2 separate regions of the Mus musculus genome follow, and region 2 is linked to region 1. A link is a contact called in public Hi-C data. All regions are on one chromosome and are shown on one strand. Each heading gives the region's core, a stretch centred on a gene start, on an enhancer-like site or on the middle of the called end of the contact. The rest is flanking DNA. Distances are from core to core; before and after follow the strand shown. Region 1 holds the start of Tbc1d9 (TBC1 domain family, member 9). Region 2 overlaps Tbc1d9 (TBC1 domain family, member 9).

Region 1 (5,093 bases), core at 1,733-4,232:
TTGTCAGATCACCCTGCAGGATAGACAGGAGCTAAGACAGTGACGATTGACAGGACCATACCCTGACCAGGGCTGCTTAGTTCATGTAAACCTATGCCTTAGAGCATTCCAGGACCCTGAAGATGGACGGGGGTAGGGGTAGGGGGATGGAGAGATGGGGTGATGGGGGTGAGACTGGGTAGGGATAGAGGGGTGGGGGGATGAGAGCCACCCAACATCTTTGTTCCAGTTCCCAATGAGGCCATATTGAGTAATCTCTTTTCTCTCCTTTTCAGTGCCTCTTACCTGTTTAACTAGCCTGTGATAATGGGCAGTTAAGCCTAGCTTGTTAGGGCTATCAGGCCCAGACTCTGATCCTGAAACCTGTTAGAAGCTTGGCACCAGCAGGTCACCACAAACTCCCTGTAATTCATCCATTTTGGTCAATGCCCTTAGGTTATCTGGTAGTCTAATTTGCCATATGTCCTCCATGAAAATAACTAAAGGTTGTGTGTGTGTGTGTGTTTATTCTGTTCAAAGTCCAAGTTTGTTCTCCAAGCATTTTTTTGAAAGATTTGTCTTATTACTAATTTTATGTTTTAATCTTTGCAAAGGCAGAGTTTTCCCTATGTTTTGTTCAATTTCTGTCCCCATGCCATGGGTATAATAGACATTCTATTGAATTAATGAGTAGGTGATTCAATGCATGCATTGCACAAGAAAATCATATTTTGGCGCCAAAACACTAATGAAAAGCTAAGCTAAATTTACACTTTAGGTTGTGTAGAGGTTTTGGTGTCAAGTCATGTATTTGTTGGTTTGATTTGGTTTTTGGAAAAAGGGTTTCTCTGTGTAGCCCTGGTCTGTCATGGAACTCACTGTGGAATAGGCTGGCCTTGAACTCACTCTCAGAGGTGCAAACGCCTCTGCTGGGATTAAAGGTGTGCGCCACCATGCCCAGCAAGCCAGGTGTGTGATCAAGATAAGGATCCTACAAATGGTGTGATTATGGGACCTTGTAGATTCTTTGAAAATGCTACTTTACAAGGTGGGCAGTTATGGAGAAGACCTTTAATCCCATCATTTGAGAGACAGAAGCAGGCAGATCTCTGAGTTTGAGGCCAACCTGGTCTACATTTGAGTTCCAGGACATCCAGGGCTACACAAAGAAATCCTGTTTCAAAAAAGAAAAAAAAAATACTAGTTACAGAAAGTACCTGTTGTTTTTTGCTTGTTGATTTTAATACTGAAAGTGCCAAACTATTACCAAATATTTAGGTCCACAACCCAATACCTCAGTTTCTATGTAGGAAGTAGAAATTGGTAATGGAAAACAATCTTTATTGTGTTTGCCAAACAAGACAGAAAGCACAAACTTTCTCTCCGTTGTGCCCATAGAAGTGCCTACATTACAGAAACCCAAGACATAAAGGACAGAAAAAACCCACAAAAAAACAGAAGCTAGATTTAACTGTGAGACAGTCTAATGCATGCTTTTCTCAAGGTGGAGAGACTTGAGTTCAGGCTGCCCCACTGTCTCCGTTCTCAGCATGGCGGGTTTATTGTAGTTTTAGAAATTATACTGCCACAAAGCAACATACCTGCGTCTGTTAACTGTGTTGAGCATCTTTAAAGGCCTGAAGGTCTAGTGTCTGTCTCCTAAAGAGACTGAAGATGAAAAACAGGTGAAAAGCCAGACCGTTGCTAGTGCAGACCAACCAGAGAGCTTCATGCTTATGCTTCATGAGCCCAGAGGCTCTTGAGTGCAAAGCCATTCTGGGCTACACAGTGGGACCCTGTCAATGGACAGGTATCTAAATGATTAAACAAATCAGGGAGAAGACCCTTGTGGTGACAGGAAGAGAGCCTTGTACTTCTTTAGCACCCTCAGGGCTGGGCACAAAGCCTTGATGGAATGGCTGCCAGTTTGCTCATTCAGCTACTTGGAAGAGTCCTTAACACAGTCAGAAACACACCCAAACCGCTCTTAGTCCATCTGTACTGTTGTCATGAAATACTTGAGATGGTAACTCTTTTTGTTGTTGTTGTTGTTCGAGACAGGGTTTTTCTGTGTAGCCCTGGCTGTCCTGGAACTCACTTTGTAGACCAGGCTGGCCCCGAACTCAGAAATCCACCTGCCTCTGCCTCCCGAGTGCTGGGATTAAAGGCGTGCGCCACCACACCTGGCAAGATGAGTAACTCTTAAAGGAAAGACTTTTATTTCGCATGGTTGTCAAGGTCAGTAAGTCTACAACCATGTGGGCCACATCTGCTGCTGGTTCTGTCTGCTTCCTCACAGAGTTGAGCTGATGGATAAACTAACCCAACTCCTGTGTGCTGCTTTCTGTGTCTTTCTCCATTCCTGATGAGGGACCCCACTCGGCCTAATTGCCTCTAATGGCCCCACAGATTAATGCTGTCACAGTGACTGAATTTGGGGTTGGAAGGACACATTTAAATCATAGGTACACACATAAAAAATGTGTTTGAATGGTTTGGTTATTTGAAAAGAGGAGATTCTCACGATTGGCTAACTTTTGGGCCATTGCAGAGTCTAGTCAACAACTCTGGTCATCTGAAAAGGAAAACCTCTTTGGCTGAAAACATTTCTCCGATCTCTCGGGTGAATGCATTTAGTCGCGTACGATACGCAGTAAATGAGCTGAGACCAGAAAGGGATTCCAGGAATGCAGGGAAAGACAAATTGTTAAAAGCATAAAGTTGCCTGGTCTGAGTGCCTCTGGTTTAATTTTCATAAACAAACAAACAAACAAACAATGCTAGTGTCCCTCAAAGCTCCTAATGCCCAATATAGGAACAGCTGTGGGGAGAATTAGTTGGTTTAAGCTTTTGGTCTGTTTCCAACTTCTCTATAGCTTACGCCCTGTAGGTCAAGGAAAGAAGTGATGTAATGCATTTAGCTGGGCCACTTTAATTACAAAGGAATGGAAGGGGAGTGGCCACCGGTGGTGACAAGTTTAGCGCGTGACTTGATCCAGGGATGCAGGAAACAAAAACATTACCAACCATTGGCTGCGTCCACCTTGGACTCCTGGCTCTAGAGCCAGGTCTGGAACCTGGGAACACACGTTTCCGGGGCAGGGGTGGCGCTGTCCCGCCGAGCGTCAGCCTTGAATACACACGCCACACGCAGGCTCTGGGAGCGGGGCAGCTTCCTCCCTGCTGGGATGGGCGTGGGGCCCTGCGCTCCGCACACAGTCCCTACCGGGCTCGCGAGAAGCCACCCGCGGTCACCCGGGCTCGCGGCGACTGAGCCGCGCTGTCGTCATTCATTCCCAGCGCCGGGAGCGTCCTTCCAGCTCGTTGCCCCGACGCGCAGTGTCCACGAGCGGTGATCTCGGGCTCGGCAGCTGGTGATCACGGCGCCCTGGGGGCTCGGATTCCCGCACAAGCTCGCCCTTGAACACCGCCGCGCCCTGAGACCGAGCCCCGACGCTTGCTCGCCCTGCGGTGGGCAGGGCCGGGCTGCGAGGCTGTGCACTTGGCGAGCGAGGAGCCGTAGGGAGGATGCTACTTGCTGGGTCCCGATCCCCGTCGTCGTTCCCGGCTGCCCGCTGGGTCTTTGTCGCGGGCCGGGAGCCGCGGGCCGCAGCCTGCTGAAGGCCGTCGCGGCCCCGCACCCACGGGCGGGAGGGCGCGCGTGTGCCCGGGAGAGCGCGCCAGTGTGCGGGCCTCTTTGTGCGACTGCCCGCGGCCACCAGGACCATGTGGGTGAATCCGGAGGAGGTACTGCTGGCCAACGCGCTGTGGATCACCGAGAGAGCCAACCCCTACTTCATTCTGCAACGAAGGAAGGGCCACGGGGGCGACGGGGGTGGCGGCGGCGGATTGGCGGGTAAGAACGGGCACTGCGGGAGGCTCCGCCCGGGGCTCTGGCTGCGGACACCCGGGACGCCGCCCGGTCTCCGGGGCTGGGCCTTTTGCCGGCCCTGTCTGGGGGCCTGGAAGGTGTCTCGAGTTGTGATTTTATTTTCCCCCAGACTAGGAGAGAAACGCCTCTTTCCTGACCCTGTCGGGCGATGGGGTCTTTGAGTTCTGGGTGACCCATAGTGGGTTAAGATGAAATTAGCAATGAGTGAATTATTAAGAATCGAACGCCGGGTTGCATACTCTCCCTACCCCCCTTTAACATACTGCTGAATGTATTGAGAAGAGAGATGGAAGATGCTTAGCTTGGACTCAGCTGTCTTTATGGGCAATTAGGTATAAAATACCCTTTTGTTACCAGGGAAGCAATCTGTCAAGAGGCTGATGTGGTCACTTCCTACATGACCTATGAGAATGAATAAGGAAAATGGAATTCTTTTGTTGCATGAGATCTGACATAAAACAAAGCAAGTTATTTGGTTCTGGTCATAAAAAGAATTCGCTGTATAACTGCATTTTAACTAGTTCAGTTAGTTCTCAAACTCCTTCAACAAAATGTTACCAAGATTATTAGCAATCTTTCTCTCTTATAACCCGGTTATTTCCATATTAACTAGCTGTTTTGCATAGGGGGAGGTTACAGGTAATACTGACTTTCAGTGCTAGAGATAGTGGGCCTTCCTTCATGTACTAGAATATTTATTATAGCCAAAGTCAGTGAAAGACATAAGTAGATGGTTTACTAGGAGAGAGACTGCAGACATGGGATGGACTGCTGACATCTTCGGGGTTGGGACCGCATTTCCCAGAGTTTGAGTGTTAGGTAAATTGCTCCCACAGTGCCCGCTGTGAGAGGATAGTTCTTGATGAGGTGAAGACATAACTGTGATGTTTATAAACTGCTTTTTTTCACATTAAAATTCAGATGTTTTCCAGTACAGCATATGCTAGCGTGCTTATGTTTGAAATATTTGGCTAACGCAAGCAATGGCTTGTAGGTGACCTGATGTTCTTTACACCTTAAAACAAAACAAAACAAAACAAAACAAAACAACAAACAAACAAACAAAAACAGTGATATAGAAAAATCTGTAGAGTTGCAGATCTTGTTGTGAAAATCCTGGCTAGCAGTCTCAGAATCCTGACTAGCAGCCTCAGAATGTTCCAGTTCATTTTGTAGATGGTCTTGAACTGTGTATTTTAATGTGTTACTTACATTGTAGTTT
Region 2 (5,101 bases), core at 926-3,425, 41 kb after region 1:
TAAGGTGTCAGGGAGGGAGTGACTCTGCCGCTCCATGCTGAGGCATCCCTTCCCCCTCTAAGGTATAGAATAGAGTTTATTCAGGGCATGGGGAGAGGAGTTGAGACTGTAGTAAAGACAGAGAGAGAGAGAGAGAGAGAGAGAGAGAGAGAGAGAGAGAGAGGCTGTTGTCAGGTGGCTGTGGGGTGGAGCCTAGACTAAATGCTAATACCCATAAGCTGGGTAAACCTTATAGATAGTGGGAAGTATAGAAATAAACTAGGAAGGAGAAAATAAAAGCACAGAAATTTCAGACCACTTGACACACCGGGCAATGCCTTGAAGACATTAAAAACAAATCAGCAGGCACATGTCCTCCCTGAAAGGGATGTAAAACTGGCATCCTGGGGAGTTATCAGGGGTGGGCTCTCCACGGTTTTCCTTAATTACTTCTGTGCTGTATCATGGTGCTTGCATACGTGCTAAGATGTCCTGGGAGCGATCGTTTACATCCAGGGAGGAGGAACTAGAATAAGGTGCAGCCTGGAGACCCTCCAGAAACCTTCCATTGCCCCAGATAAGAAGACAGGCATAGATGTGATCTTTGGGGCTGCATATACATCAATCCACAATGGAAGCCTGGGCATACTGCTTCTCTATCTTTACAATGAGAACTGAAGCCTTGCTGACGTGCATAGAAATGGACTGTGTGTGCCAGTCGAGGTCTCTGAAGATCCATCCTGATCCCCTTCAACCAATGTCGGTACAGGAGGAACAGCAGAACACACGGAACGAACAGGCCAACGTCATTGGCTTCTGAATCACCAGAGACATGCAAATTGAAACACACAGCATGTAGATACCATTTTTTAAAAAACTGTTTAGATTGACTAAAAACAAATAAGTCTTGTTGGGGGGTGTCATGGGAAAACAGATACTATCAGGTTCTTTGATAGACAAAAATCAGCGTGGCCACCTTTAGGAATAGTCTGCAATAGCTAAGATTTAGAGATACACTTACTGTGGTACCCAGCAAACCCGTTCCAAAGAAATGTGCTCAGGTGCCTTAAGATTTATTATCTAGAGTATAATTGCATGACTATTATTGTAAAAAGAGGTGCGTGTGATAAGTTCAAATGGCCTTCCCTAGGAAAATGAATGTCAGGGCATACTTACGTAGGGAAATAGTGCATGATTAAAGTAAACTAATCAAATTTATTAGAAGATTTAAAAATTGAGCAGTACCTTCCTTGTTGTTGTTGGTGGTGATTTGACCTAGAGATCACGACTTAACTTAGGATGACCTTGAACTTATCCTCTTGCCCCTACCTCCCAAGGCCTGGGGTTACAGATGTGTACTGTCATTGGATTACATATGTGTGCTGTTATCCTGGGATTATTGCTGTCATTGTGGCTTATATAGTTATGGAGGAGTGAATCCAGGGCCCCTGTGTGGCAGGCACACTTTAACTGAGCTGCATTCCTAGCCCCCAGGGTATCTACTTTTTAAAAATATATCACACATATACATTACAAAACACATCAGTGTTAACACATGCACACACACATGGGCCAATGGAAGTGATATAAGGGTCTGGAGAAACCCTTAGGTTTGTAACCTTAGTATTGTAGGAACACAGAAGCACTTTGCTGTGTGCACTACATTGTCTTCCCTTGAAGACGTGAACCCACACCCGGAATGGCCCGTGTAATTTCCAAGTTCTTAATACTTTTCTATGGCATTTAATATCCTATTAAACAATACTTTGTCGCACCTTCAGGAAGAGGCAGGGCAACTGTGCGAGCTTCAGATCCCTCCCAGCTTTGTGTGAAGTTGCCTGTGATCATCCGTAAGTAGATGAATGGATATCACTAGCACCTTCCTATGACATGCACGCCCTCCTGACACATTCCTGCCCCTCCCCCACAGGGGCATCTTTCGAAGCACCGTAGACCAGCCACCTTGCACTAGTTCTGCTAGTGCTCCAGATGTGGAGGGTGACCATGATCCCAGACCCTCCAGTCACCTCCACCAAGGTTAGGCACATCGCTTCCCCATCGTTTTTCTGAGTTTCCTGCTGCTTGGTAAGATACTCCTGAGCTGAAGCAGAAGATGCAGACAATGGTTATTTTGAGGGCCATAATTTGGTTTCGTTATCTCAGGCGATCAAAGATTGTTTAACACCAGAAATAGCTGACTAGAGCAGCTGTTCAAACAGCGCTTTGTGTGGGAGATAATGATGGTGCAGTGTTATGACAGCTACTGCAGAACTCGGAGTAAAAAGACTTCTAAGAAAATCCTGATTGTTGCTTGTTGCTGCTGCTGGTTTTCTTCTTCTTCTTCGTTTTCTTCTTCTCTTTTTTCTTCTTTTTCTTCTCTTTTTTCTTCTTCTTCTCTTTCTTCTTCTTTTTTTTTTTTTTTTAAAGATTTATTTATTTATTATATGTAAGTACACTGTAGCTGTCTTCAGACACACCAGAAGAGGGAGTCAGATCTCGTTACAGATGGTTGTGAGCCACCATGTGGTTGCTGGGATTTGAACTCTGGACCTTCGGAAGAGCAGTCGGGTGCTCTAACCCACTGAGCCATCTCACCAGCCCCTTCTTCTTCTTCTTCTTCTTCTTCTTCTTCTTCTTCTTCTTCTTCTTCTTCTTCTTCTTCTTCTTCTTCTTCTTCTTCTTCTCCTCCTCCTCCTCCTCCTCCTCCTCCTCCTCCTCCTCCTTCTTCCCCTCCTCCTTTTCCTCCATCCCTCTCTTCCTTTCCCCCCACTTCCCTGTCTCTTTTGCTTTTTTCCGCAGACTAGATTACTCATCTTCTAATGCTCTAAATGAACAGAGGGTGGATACAGGAGTCTTGACTTGTATCATTGCAGCTTAGACAGCATTAGAATAACTTATGTAGACTTAAAAATACCTAGCTTATTTCTCTATCAAACACATGCTTAGGACTTTCTGGCTTCCAATCAAAGTGCCAAATCTGTGAGCCCTGCAGAATCTATTAGATTCAACAATCAAGAAACTTCCTGTGAGAAGGATCAGAAATGTGCCAGGCAAGGTGTATAGAGATTTTTCAAATAAATGCAGTTAGCACTGTGGGGACAGATGTGATGGAGAGAGGGAGAGGGAGAGAGAGTCAGAGACAGAGAGAAAGAGTTAGAAAGAGGTAGCATGAGAGTTGAGAACAGGCAGAATACAAATGGGATGAAATCGTGGTAAAGTGGATCTGGAGAGATGGCTCAGTGGTTAAGATCACACACCACTTTTGCAGAGGACCTGAGTTCAGTTCCCAGCATCCATGTCAGATGCCTCATAGTCACCTGTAGCTCCAGCTCCAAGAGATCTGACACTTTCTTCTGCCCTGTAGACACCTGCACTCTCATGCACACACAGACGCATATACGTAATAAAAATCAGATAAATACTGAAAAACAATCTGGTCACTGACAAAAGTATGAGAAGGCCTGAGGTTTTGGTGAACACAGAAAGTGAATATTTATTAACCGGAGTGGCCAACAGCATGGCTCAGCTTGCAGTGTTCTCTGTTTGAATATCTACTGCTTTGAATTTCATGCAAAAAAAAAAAAAAAGAAAGAAAGAAAGAAAGAAAGAAAGCTGTCTTAAATTTCTAATTTAATGGGATATCCCAATATTATACTGCTTATATAAAATATTTCAGCATGGACCCTGTGATAAATAGTTGTGTACTTTTAAATATTAAGTATGTATCCGCTTTTATCTAGTTCTTAGTGGAAGATGGTTGTGCTGGGGTGAAGGCAGACTCAGAGAAGATGAGAGGGCAATTCTAGTCAGCCCTCGCTGGGGTTCTGGGTTAAACAGTTGTTTTCTGTATCTCTAATTGACACCTGGCACTGTAATTAACCTTCTGATATTGGGGTTTTAGTTAGTGATCCAACAAAGATGGAGAAGCTGAGTCCTGAAGGCAGGATCTTGGAGGTAGGGAGTGAAGTGCTTCAGGCCCATGGCTGCCAGTGTGCACTGCTCTCCCATGGGAAGGTGTCTATATGTAACGATGCTCTATAGGCATAGATGCTTATTAGACAGTGGCAGATCCTTGCCTCCAGCTCTCCAGCCTTGAACTGAAGTCCACATGTTTGAAAACAGGCATGTAAGAGTTGTGGGAGACAGGGCATTATTGCTTCTTCGGACTGAAGAAGAAATCGGTGTAGTCAACGTGCAGTTATTATTGATATAGCTGGAGTCCTGGCTAACGTGTCTCCTGACCATCATGTACGCGATTTCTGGCTAGCACAGGAGGGAAACCCCTTTTCTCAGCCAGCCGTGCTTTCGGCCTTTCCTGTTGATATACCTCGCTATACTTTCCCACCTGTGGGTGATACAAACAACCAGAGATCTTCAGAAAATTGGAATCACAGTAAATCAAACAAAAATGCATTTGTGCTTGGTGTTGTGTGGAAATCTAGACCCAAATTCTGCAGGATCTACAAATTTTATTTTTTAAGAGATTTAACATATTTTATCTAATTTGGAGAGAAATAATTTCTACTTTAGGAAAAAAATGGTATTATTCTCCCTGATATGTTCAGGCCAGTTGATGGTTAGTGTGGTCTGCAGGGAGTCTAAATGGATGCTTTGCCCTTGGACAGCGACCAAGGACAGGCATAGGCCTTCCCTGTGGTCTACCTCACCTAGGCTTCATGAATAATGATTCTAGTTCAGGAAGACGTGTGCTGCAGTGGTCACTTTACAGCTGAGAAAATCAGACCAATGTGGAGCTAAATGGTTTGCCCGACTCCTGAAGAGGCTAGAGCCACCCATTTAGATGTGGCACCAAGCTTTCTAGCACTCAAGCTACCAAAACCCAGCGGAGGTGGTCTGTGGGCTACTGTGTGTGCCAAGGTGCTGCTTGGTGTGGTCAGAAACAAAGTCCAAGACACAGTTGGAAAGTGGCCTCAGGAGAGCCCAGTGGTGGTGTTTTCTGTAGAACACACAAGCTCTGCCTCAACAGAGCTTCGAGGCAGGTGTACTGTGGACTGCCCCAAGCTTGCCTGTTTTCAGGAGGGTGCTTCCAGGAGACTTGATGAAGCGGCCATAGCTGGACCCCAGTCTCCTCCTCCCAGCACTGTTATGTGGCCCAATGCCA

What was found. A called contact is a pair of places that touch in the nucleus more often than the background predicts.
Region 2: a contact with region 1 is called in a Hi-C map of cortical neurons, with 1.5 times the contacts expected there. The contact joins the enhancer-like site here to the promoter of Tbc1d9 in region 1. A contact is called at or near these places in 1 of 15 datasets of contacts at CTCF or cohesin (the NIH/3T3 cell line), 10 of 484 Hi-C or Micro-C datasets (brain, cerebellar granule neurons, cerebellum and 4 more), 4 of 115 datasets of contacts at active chromatin or transcription factors (a beta-TC-6 cell line, bone marrow-derived macrophages, embryonic stem cells and 1 more) and 3 of 9 other capture datasets (adipose tissue, liver and pancreatic islet).

The regions. Positions count from the first base shown.
Region 1 is chr8:83,162,370-83,167,462 of GRCm38.p6, forward strand. Tbc1d9 (TBC1 domain family, member 9) reads left to right here and starts at 2,983. Exons shown (of 21, transcript NM_001111304.1): 1 at 2,983-3,835. The coding sequence starts at 3,706.
Region 2 is chr8:83,203,951-83,209,051 of GRCm38.p6, forward strand. The region is part of intron 1 of Tbc1d9 (TBC1 domain family, member 9); the gene reads left to right. Among named protein-coding and RNA genes, the nearest start is that of Gm42027, 16 kb to the right of the region's middle. Within about 2 kb of position 2,176, at least 18 of the 459 cell types and tissues checked have an H3K27ac peak or open chromatin away from gene starts, as enhancers often do. A contact at or near this core is called in brain, cortical neurons and pancreatic islet, where this site is marked.